Regions from separate parts of the Sus scrofa genome. Here region 1 is linked to region 2. The links are chromatin contacts, called in public HiChIP or PLAC-seq maps. All regions are on one chromosome and are shown on one strand. Each heading gives the region's core, a stretch centred on a gene start, on an enhancer-like site or on the middle of the called end of the contact. The rest is flanking DNA. Distances are from core to core; before and after follow the strand shown. Region 1 overlaps COQ8A (atypical kinase COQ8A, mitochondrial). Region 2 holds the start of COQ8A (atypical kinase COQ8A, mitochondrial).

What was found. HiChIP or PLAC-seq counts read pairs in DNA pulled down with a chosen protein or histone mark.
Region 1: a contact with region 2 is called in an H3K27ac HiChIP or PLAC-seq map of skeletal muscle. The contact joins the enhancer-like site here to the promoter of COQ8A in region 2. A contact is called at or near these places in 1 of 5 promoter capture datasets (liver), 8 of 47 Hi-C or Micro-C datasets (embryonic fibroblasts, fetal heart ventricle, heart right ventricle and 3 more) and 1 of 2 datasets of contacts at active chromatin or transcription factors (skeletal muscle).

What each region holds. Positions count from the first base shown.
Region 1 is chr10:14,629,883-14,633,622 of Sscrofa11.1, reverse strand. The region is part of intron 4 of COQ8A (atypical kinase COQ8A, mitochondrial); the gene reads right to left. Among named protein-coding and RNA genes, the nearest start is that of COQ8A, 35 kb to the right of the region's middle. Within about 2 kb of position 2,427, at least 22 of the 83 cell types and tissues checked have an H3K27ac peak or open chromatin away from gene starts, as enhancers often do. A contact at or near this core is called in liver and skeletal muscle, where this site is marked.
Region 2 is chr10:14,595,580-14,598,979 of Sscrofa11.1, reverse strand. COQ8A (atypical kinase COQ8A, mitochondrial) reads right to left here and starts at 1,743. Exons shown (of 15, transcript XM_021064416.1): 1 at 1,588-1,743.

The sequences.
Region 1 (3,740 bases), core at 1,178-3,677, 34 kb before region 2:
ACAAGAGTGGGAACATTTTGCAGAAGCCACGGGGGCTCCGGCCACAGCCCTCCTTGTGGGGAAGGCCTGCAGGCTCCAACGAGCTGCCTGAGGACAGTGGGGAGCAGGCCCTCCAACTCCCTGCAGCAGCCTTGAAATCAAGGTTTATTGACACCTCGTTTATCCAGAGGTTGAACCGGATGATCCCAACTGTCTGGGAGAGGTCAGAGGAGCCCAACGGGTGCTACTAAGTCCACAGAGAAAGCCCAGGAGCCTGGCTCAGGGACTGCCTCCTCCACTTTAGACACAGCTCCGACTGGCTTGGGGTGGGGAGGGGGCGCATTAGCCAAGAGAGTGAGGAGCCCAGGGATGAGCACGCCGACCACAGCAGATGGGAAAGCAGAGGCCCAAGAAGGACTCCACAGATGCCCCGGGACCAGCGGGCCTTGGGGCTCACACCGGGCAGGGGTCCTGCTCATGCTTCTATTTGCCAAGATCTCTACAATGATTGCACGTTACTTTCATGAAAAACATCGCTGAATTTACTGAAAAAGTTATTTAATGAAAAAATAAATTGTCAAAAAAATCAAAAGAAGATAACCCAATTTTTAAAACGTTTTTGCAATACCTCTTACCTCCCATTGGGCAGGTGCAGCCTCTGCTTCACCAGCCGTAATGGCTGTGAGGGCTAAAGAGCTGAGTTAGAGACGCGTACCTGGCTGGGCCCAGGGCAGCTACTCAGGGGTTTGGTCCCCGTTACTGCCCTCACTCCAATTCAAAGGGTTAGACAGTGCTGCCCAAGGAACAGCATGGCAGTCATGTATATAACTTTACATCTTCCAGTAGCCACATTAAAAACGGCAAGCAGCAGCATGTGAAATGAATTTTGATCATATATTTTATTTAACCCAGTGTACCCAAAACACTGTCATTTCCACAAGCACTCAATATAAACATGGTTATCGAGATTTGGGAGTTGTTGTCTGCTCGTTTTGTACCAGGGCTTCAAAATCCAATGTGCATTTTACCGTCAGAGCACATCTCAGCTTGGAGCAGCCACCTTTCAAGTGCTCGGCACCCCACGCTGCTGCTGGGGCAGCACAAGGGCAGCAGAAGTCAAGCTCTGGAGACCATGGCAAGAAGGCACAGTCCTCAGGAAACGCCCCCAAAAACAGCGGGGTGTGTGGGGATGGAGGTGCCAGGCTTGCTTCCCTCTGACACTGCTCCCCCGCCCCCCACCCAGCTCCAGAGGACACTGGGCACCGAGCCGGAGTTGTGTCTCTGATCAAACATTAACTCCCCGCTATCCACCTCCACCTGACCCAGCACAATATCTGACTTAGCAAAATAATGATAACAGGAACATTAAATTTTAAACTGCAGTAACCTTCAGCAATACATCCACCTCTAGATTTTTCTCTGCCTAGGTCAAGTCCAAAGCCAAGACTGCAGAAGAGGCAGATGCATCAAAGGGGACCCAGCTGGCCACTCGTGCAGTCACCAAGCCTCTGACTCTGCTGGGCCCGCCTCGGGTGCTCTGTCAAACTCTTCTCTGGCCGCTTCTGGGCTGCCAGGCAGAGCCAAAGCTTTCCAAGGCCAAGGGCCTGTCACTAAACACTGAATCTCTGAGTGAACATTCCACAAAGGAGGCCATAGGCTCCTTCTGCGGCCCTGGGAGCTCCCTCGGGACCAGCCCAATGCCAGAACCAAGGAGTTGCCAACTGAAAGGCTCCCCCTGCAGCTCAGCTGGTGAGAGCTAGCCCTGACCTTGACCTCAGGGGCTCCGGCTCTACCGATCCAAGAATAGGCTGGTCCTCCCACCCTCCCCAACCTGGCTGAGCTTAAAGCCAGTCTCAGGCCCTCGTGCACAAGCAGGCAGGGCCCCGCCACGCTTCCTCCACGCAGAGCAGGTGCACCAGGGCTGCTCCTGGAACATCAGCACCTCTGCCTTGCTGCCTCCACTCGGGTCCCCCGCCTGGGTGAGGACGTGCCGGAACCAGTGCTCGCTCACTCTCCAGGGTCACCCCCGCCCTCAAAATAGTGCCACTCCTTGTCCTGACCCACAGTCCGGCCCAGCCTGGCCCACACAGCCCACTAGGAGGTCCTGGAGGTGACAAGACTCAGAACTGGCTCCGTGGCCCCACGGCCACCGCTGGCAGCCAGGCTGCCACCCCAGCCTATGAGGCGGCGCCAGCCCCTCCCAAGAAAGCTCTAGACATTTCTCTCACAAACGGAGGCTTTGCAGACAAGAAGCATGGGGGAGTGAGGAGCAGGTCCCCAGGGCCCAATCAGTCCCTGCTGAGCAAATGGGCTTCCGTCCAGACCGGCACAGAGGTGACAAAAAATAAAAACAAAACTCCTGCCAGCAAACAGCGCCACCTACGAGGAGGCTTGGGAAGAGTTTCTGTTCCTGCCAGCCCCCAGGCAGGCCTGCGGAGCAAGGCTGGACGGAGGGCCTCTGCCATAGCAAGGGCACAAGCCCGCTTCACTCACGCCGGACCCCCGTGTGCCACACTGTTCTAAGCCCTGGCTTTCAGCAACACACCCAACCTGAGGAGATGAGAAGGTTTGCACAGGAAAGGCAGGGGGCCAGGCTCCTTCCCGTTGCCTCCAGAGGCTCCCGAACCCTTAGGAAGGTCCCTTCTTCCTCCCTCCCTGCATCCCCCCGCCAGCCCAGCGTCAGGCCCCAGCATCGGAGGAGGGCAACAGGAAGGGGTGGTGGAGGCAGCTCCCCGCAAAGGGTTCTAGGTTCTCAGAACACGGCCAGGGTGGGAGAGGAATTCAGGGGCGCCAGGCGCAGACCCCAGCTGTATGACAGAGGCCTCCTCCTGGTCCCAGGACTGTTACAAATACACATATGGCCCTGGGGGACTGGGGACTGTGGCTCAGCTTCCTCGTCTGTAGCTGGAGACACTAACTGCCTCAATTTCCTCACAGAGCTTCTAAGAGGGCAAAACAGGCAGCAAAGCTCCTTTTATTTTATTTAGTTTTTTAGGGCCACACCTGCAGCATATGGAGGTTCCCAGGCTAGGGGTCCAATCGGAGCTGCAACTGCTGCCCTACACCACAGCCACAGCAATGCGGGATCCAACCTGCGTCTGCAACCTACATCATAGCACACAGCAACACCAGATCCTTAACCCACTGAGTGAGGCCAGGGATTGAACCTGCGTCCTCATGGATACTAGCTGGGGTCATTACCACTGAGCCACAATGGGAACTCCCGAAGCCCCTTTTAAAGTAGGCACCCACAAAAGCAGAAACCAGGCTCCTCACCCCTGCAAGGGTGTAGAAGTTCGCCTGGACCTACAGAGCATCTGGCTTGCTGCCTCGGGGAGCACAAGGGAAGCGTTGGATGCCTAGAACAATAGCACACGTGCAGCATGCGCCCTGAGGAAATCAGGCAGCAAAGTTGGTGTCACTGTGTGCTACCCAGCGAGGGGACACCAGGGCAGCCCCCGTCAAGCCCAGGACCTCAGGTCTCTACAACCTCAATGAAAATCGAGTGCCCTATTGATAAACGTTTGTAGAGGAAAAGCCTGACTTTAGACATGGAGCATGGGGTGCTCTAAGACAAAAAAAAATTTTTAAAGACAAAAAATATTTTTAAAAGGAAGGAAGAGAGGGAGGGAAGAAAGAAAGAGAGAAAAGAAAAGAAAGGGAAAAAATTCAATAGTCTTGCGAACTATTATTTATTTTATTTATTTATTTATTTAGTGTTTTTAAGGCTGCACCTGTGGCATACGGAGGTTTTCGGCGAG
Region 2 (3,400 bases), core at 494-2,993:
AATGCCCCAAACCATTACAGTCTTTTTTTTTTTTTTTTTTTTTTTTTTGTCTTTTTACCATTTCTTGGACCACTCCCTCGGCACATGGAGGGACTTGTTAAAGGGGTCCAATCGGAGCCATAGCTGCTGGCCTATGCCAGAGACACAGCAACACGGGACCCAAGCTGAGTCTGCGACCTACACCACAGCTCATGGCAACTCCGGATCCTTAACCCACTGAGCAAGGCCAGGGATCAAACCTGCAACCTCATGGTTCCTAGTCAGATTCGTCAACCACTGAGCCACAACGGGAACTCCAAACCATTACCAATCTTAAAGATGCTGCTTCTGGAGTTCCCACTGTGGCTCAGCAGTAATGAACCCGACTAGTATCCATGAGGACTCAGGTTCAAACCCTGGCCTCACTCAGTGGGTTAAGGATCCAATGTTGCCATGAGCTTCAGTGTAGGTTGCAGGTGCAGCTTGGATCTGGCATTGCTGTGGCTATGGTGCAGGCCAGCAGGTGCAGCTCCAATTTGACCCCTAGCCTGGGAGCTTCCATATGCTGCAGGTGTGGTCCTAAAAAGACAAGAACAACAAAAAAAGCTGCTCCTAAGAACCACCAGCACCTCCCTTTGTCTCTTCTCTGGAGAAGGGCCCTCCTGCCAACATGACCCACCCACCCATGACAACTGGCAGGCTGGCATCAGGCATGTTCAAATCCCCAGCAACAAGTCAGGCCTGGCAGGCCCAGCCCTTCAGGCTTCTGTCACACACACCTAGGGCCCTAGTGAGCAATGATAAGTTTTCCCATAGGCTGCAGGCTCTAACCAGGAGGAGAGACTGCACAGAAGTCTCTCACCCTGCAGGAGACTGGCACCCCTCACCCAAATACAGAGTCCCAGCACCCAGACCCGCCCCTGCAGCATTCCCCATCCCATAAGGCACCTGGGAGAACCGACCTGGGCTCGGCAGCAGGGCAGAGGCTGGAAAAAGGCACATGTTTAGGCAATTAAGCCCAAACCACTCACAAGACCCCTAGTGTCTGGAGGAAGAGGACGGTCACAGGAAAGCCAACAGAGGAAAGAACCAAGAAGGGCCCCCTTTCCCAAGTTCACTCCAAACCCCACCTGTGAAAGCCAACAGCTGGCTCGGACCAAGGGAGTCAAAGTCCTGACACAAACATGGGGCCGGGGGCAGTTAGCTCCTCTGAGACAGTGCAAAGGGATCTGGGCGTGAAGAGAAATATCATCATGAGAAAGCAAGGCAGGAAAGCAGTACTGGACACCAAGAAACACAACATCAGGTCACCGGAGCTGCCCAGCATACTCCGGGGGCCTAAGGCTTGGGCACGTGACCCTCGTCCCCTCCCAGAGACAGCCCTCGGCTAAGGTGGGAACAGGGGTAGGAGACAGCCGCAGGGCGCCCACCCTGCATTCTGAGGCGCGCTCACCGCTCGGCTGCCAAAAGCCGGAGGCAAATTAAATTCGCAAAAGGGAAGCCGCGCCGTCCCTTGTGAAAGATGCAAGAAGGGCCCAAGCGGGTGGTGAGCCCAGCTCTGGCCACAAGCAGACAGCACTCAGGGCACGCGGAGAGCTGCAGCCTTACCCTGCTGCAGGAAGCTAGGATCCGAAGTCACCTTCGCGCCGCCTCCGCGCACTCGGCGCAGCGCTGGCTCCCCGCACGCGCTCCGGATCTGTTTACCAACTCGCCCGCGCCCGGAGACCCAGCACCCGCAGCCCCGCCCGCGGGCCGCTCCCATTGGCTGCGCCGCGGCCACCGGCCCAGCGCCGCCCAGCAAGGGGCAGCGTGCTCGGCCCGTGCGCTCGACCTGTGGCCAATCGGAACAGAGGGCGGAGAGAGAGGAGCCAATGGGAGACCACCCCAGCGCGCAGGGCCCCGCCCCGTCGTCCCTCCTCGCTGCCCTTTCCCCTACTTGGGAAAGCGGGGCGTTCTGGGCTTGGAGGCCTGGCGCGCGTGCGCCCAAACAATTCCCCCCCCCCCCCCCGCTCCGCGCCCGCCTCGGACCAGGCGGAGGGCGCAGGCGCGGTGACCGGCAGTTGGCTGCTACGTCCCAGACGATGCTCCCCGGGCCTCTGAGCGGGCCTGGAGGGGAGGCAGTGGAAGGAGCAGAGGCAACCGCAGCGGGCCCGCCCCGTGCTCGCCTTATGTAACGAGGACCCCTGTCCCAGTTCCCGCTGAAGGGGGAAGAGCTGTGGGCAGCCTGGGTGCACGTCTGAATCGGCGCTCCGGCTCCACCCACTTGTCGCATTTCGCCGCGGGTCCCTCTTTTGGCTTTGCGGGCAACTGCACGCGCGCGCCGCTGGTGGCCCCGGTCGGGTCGCCCGAGGAGTAGGTCCGGAGCGTGCAGCGTCGTTTGCTCCTGTTAGCGAGAGTCTCCTCGGGAAGGCCCGACCCTCCCCTGAGCCGGGCGACAGGCCAGCACGTGGAAGGCGCGGAAGCGGGCCCGGCGGCGGCTGGCGGCCAGCCGGCTTGGTTGAGGGGTCCTCAGGAGTGAGAAACAGCCGACACAGAGCTGTCCCAAGAGAAAGTGCTTCCTCCAGAACCAAGTGGCCCCAGGTCTCCAAGTCACCCAGAGGTGCAGATTTGAGCCCCGATGGTGTGACAGTTTCCATTCCCCGGTCTGCAGCTCTGTCCTAGGTTATTGGTGGAGCTTGTGAGGAAAAGAGAAATAACAATTCAGTGACTTTCATATAAATATTTATATTCATGCCGAAAAGTTGTCCTTTATTCTGAGACTATTTTGAGGAGTTCACATTTACCATTTTTGAAACATGTTTAATATTACTGCTTAGAAAAATCAAAAGCATTTCGGAGTAGCCATCCTGACTCAGCGGTTAACCAACCCGACTAGTACCTATGAGGATGCAGGCTCCATCCCTGGCCTCTCTCAGTGGATTAGGGATGCGTGTTGCCCTGAACTGTGGTGTAGGTCGCAGTCATATCTCAGATTTGGCCTTGCTGTGGCTGTGGTGTAGGCCAGCAGCCACAGCTCCAATTTGACTCCTAGCCTGGCAACTTCCATATGCTGCGAGTGCAGCCCTAAAAGGACCACAAAAAAAAAAAAATTTTTTTTTTGAAAGCATTTGCATGCTGATGCCTGAAATGGGAGGAGGGGGAATCCAGACGTGAACTGACCTTCACCTTTCCTCATGAACGCTGGAGCCCGTCGTCCCCTACATGGGACCTGAGATGAGGTTCTGCAGCATGGGCCGGTGGGTGGCAGCCCTCTGCTTACCCCTGGGCCGGACCTTGGCCCTGCAGGATATCTCTGTGGAACATTCACTTATTCGCTCCATAGTCCAAATTCTGCCCCTTCCCTCCATCTTCTCCACATTACATACAACGCCCATTTTTGAGAATTAGAGAGTTTTTGACAAACCAAGGAACTGCCCCCAAA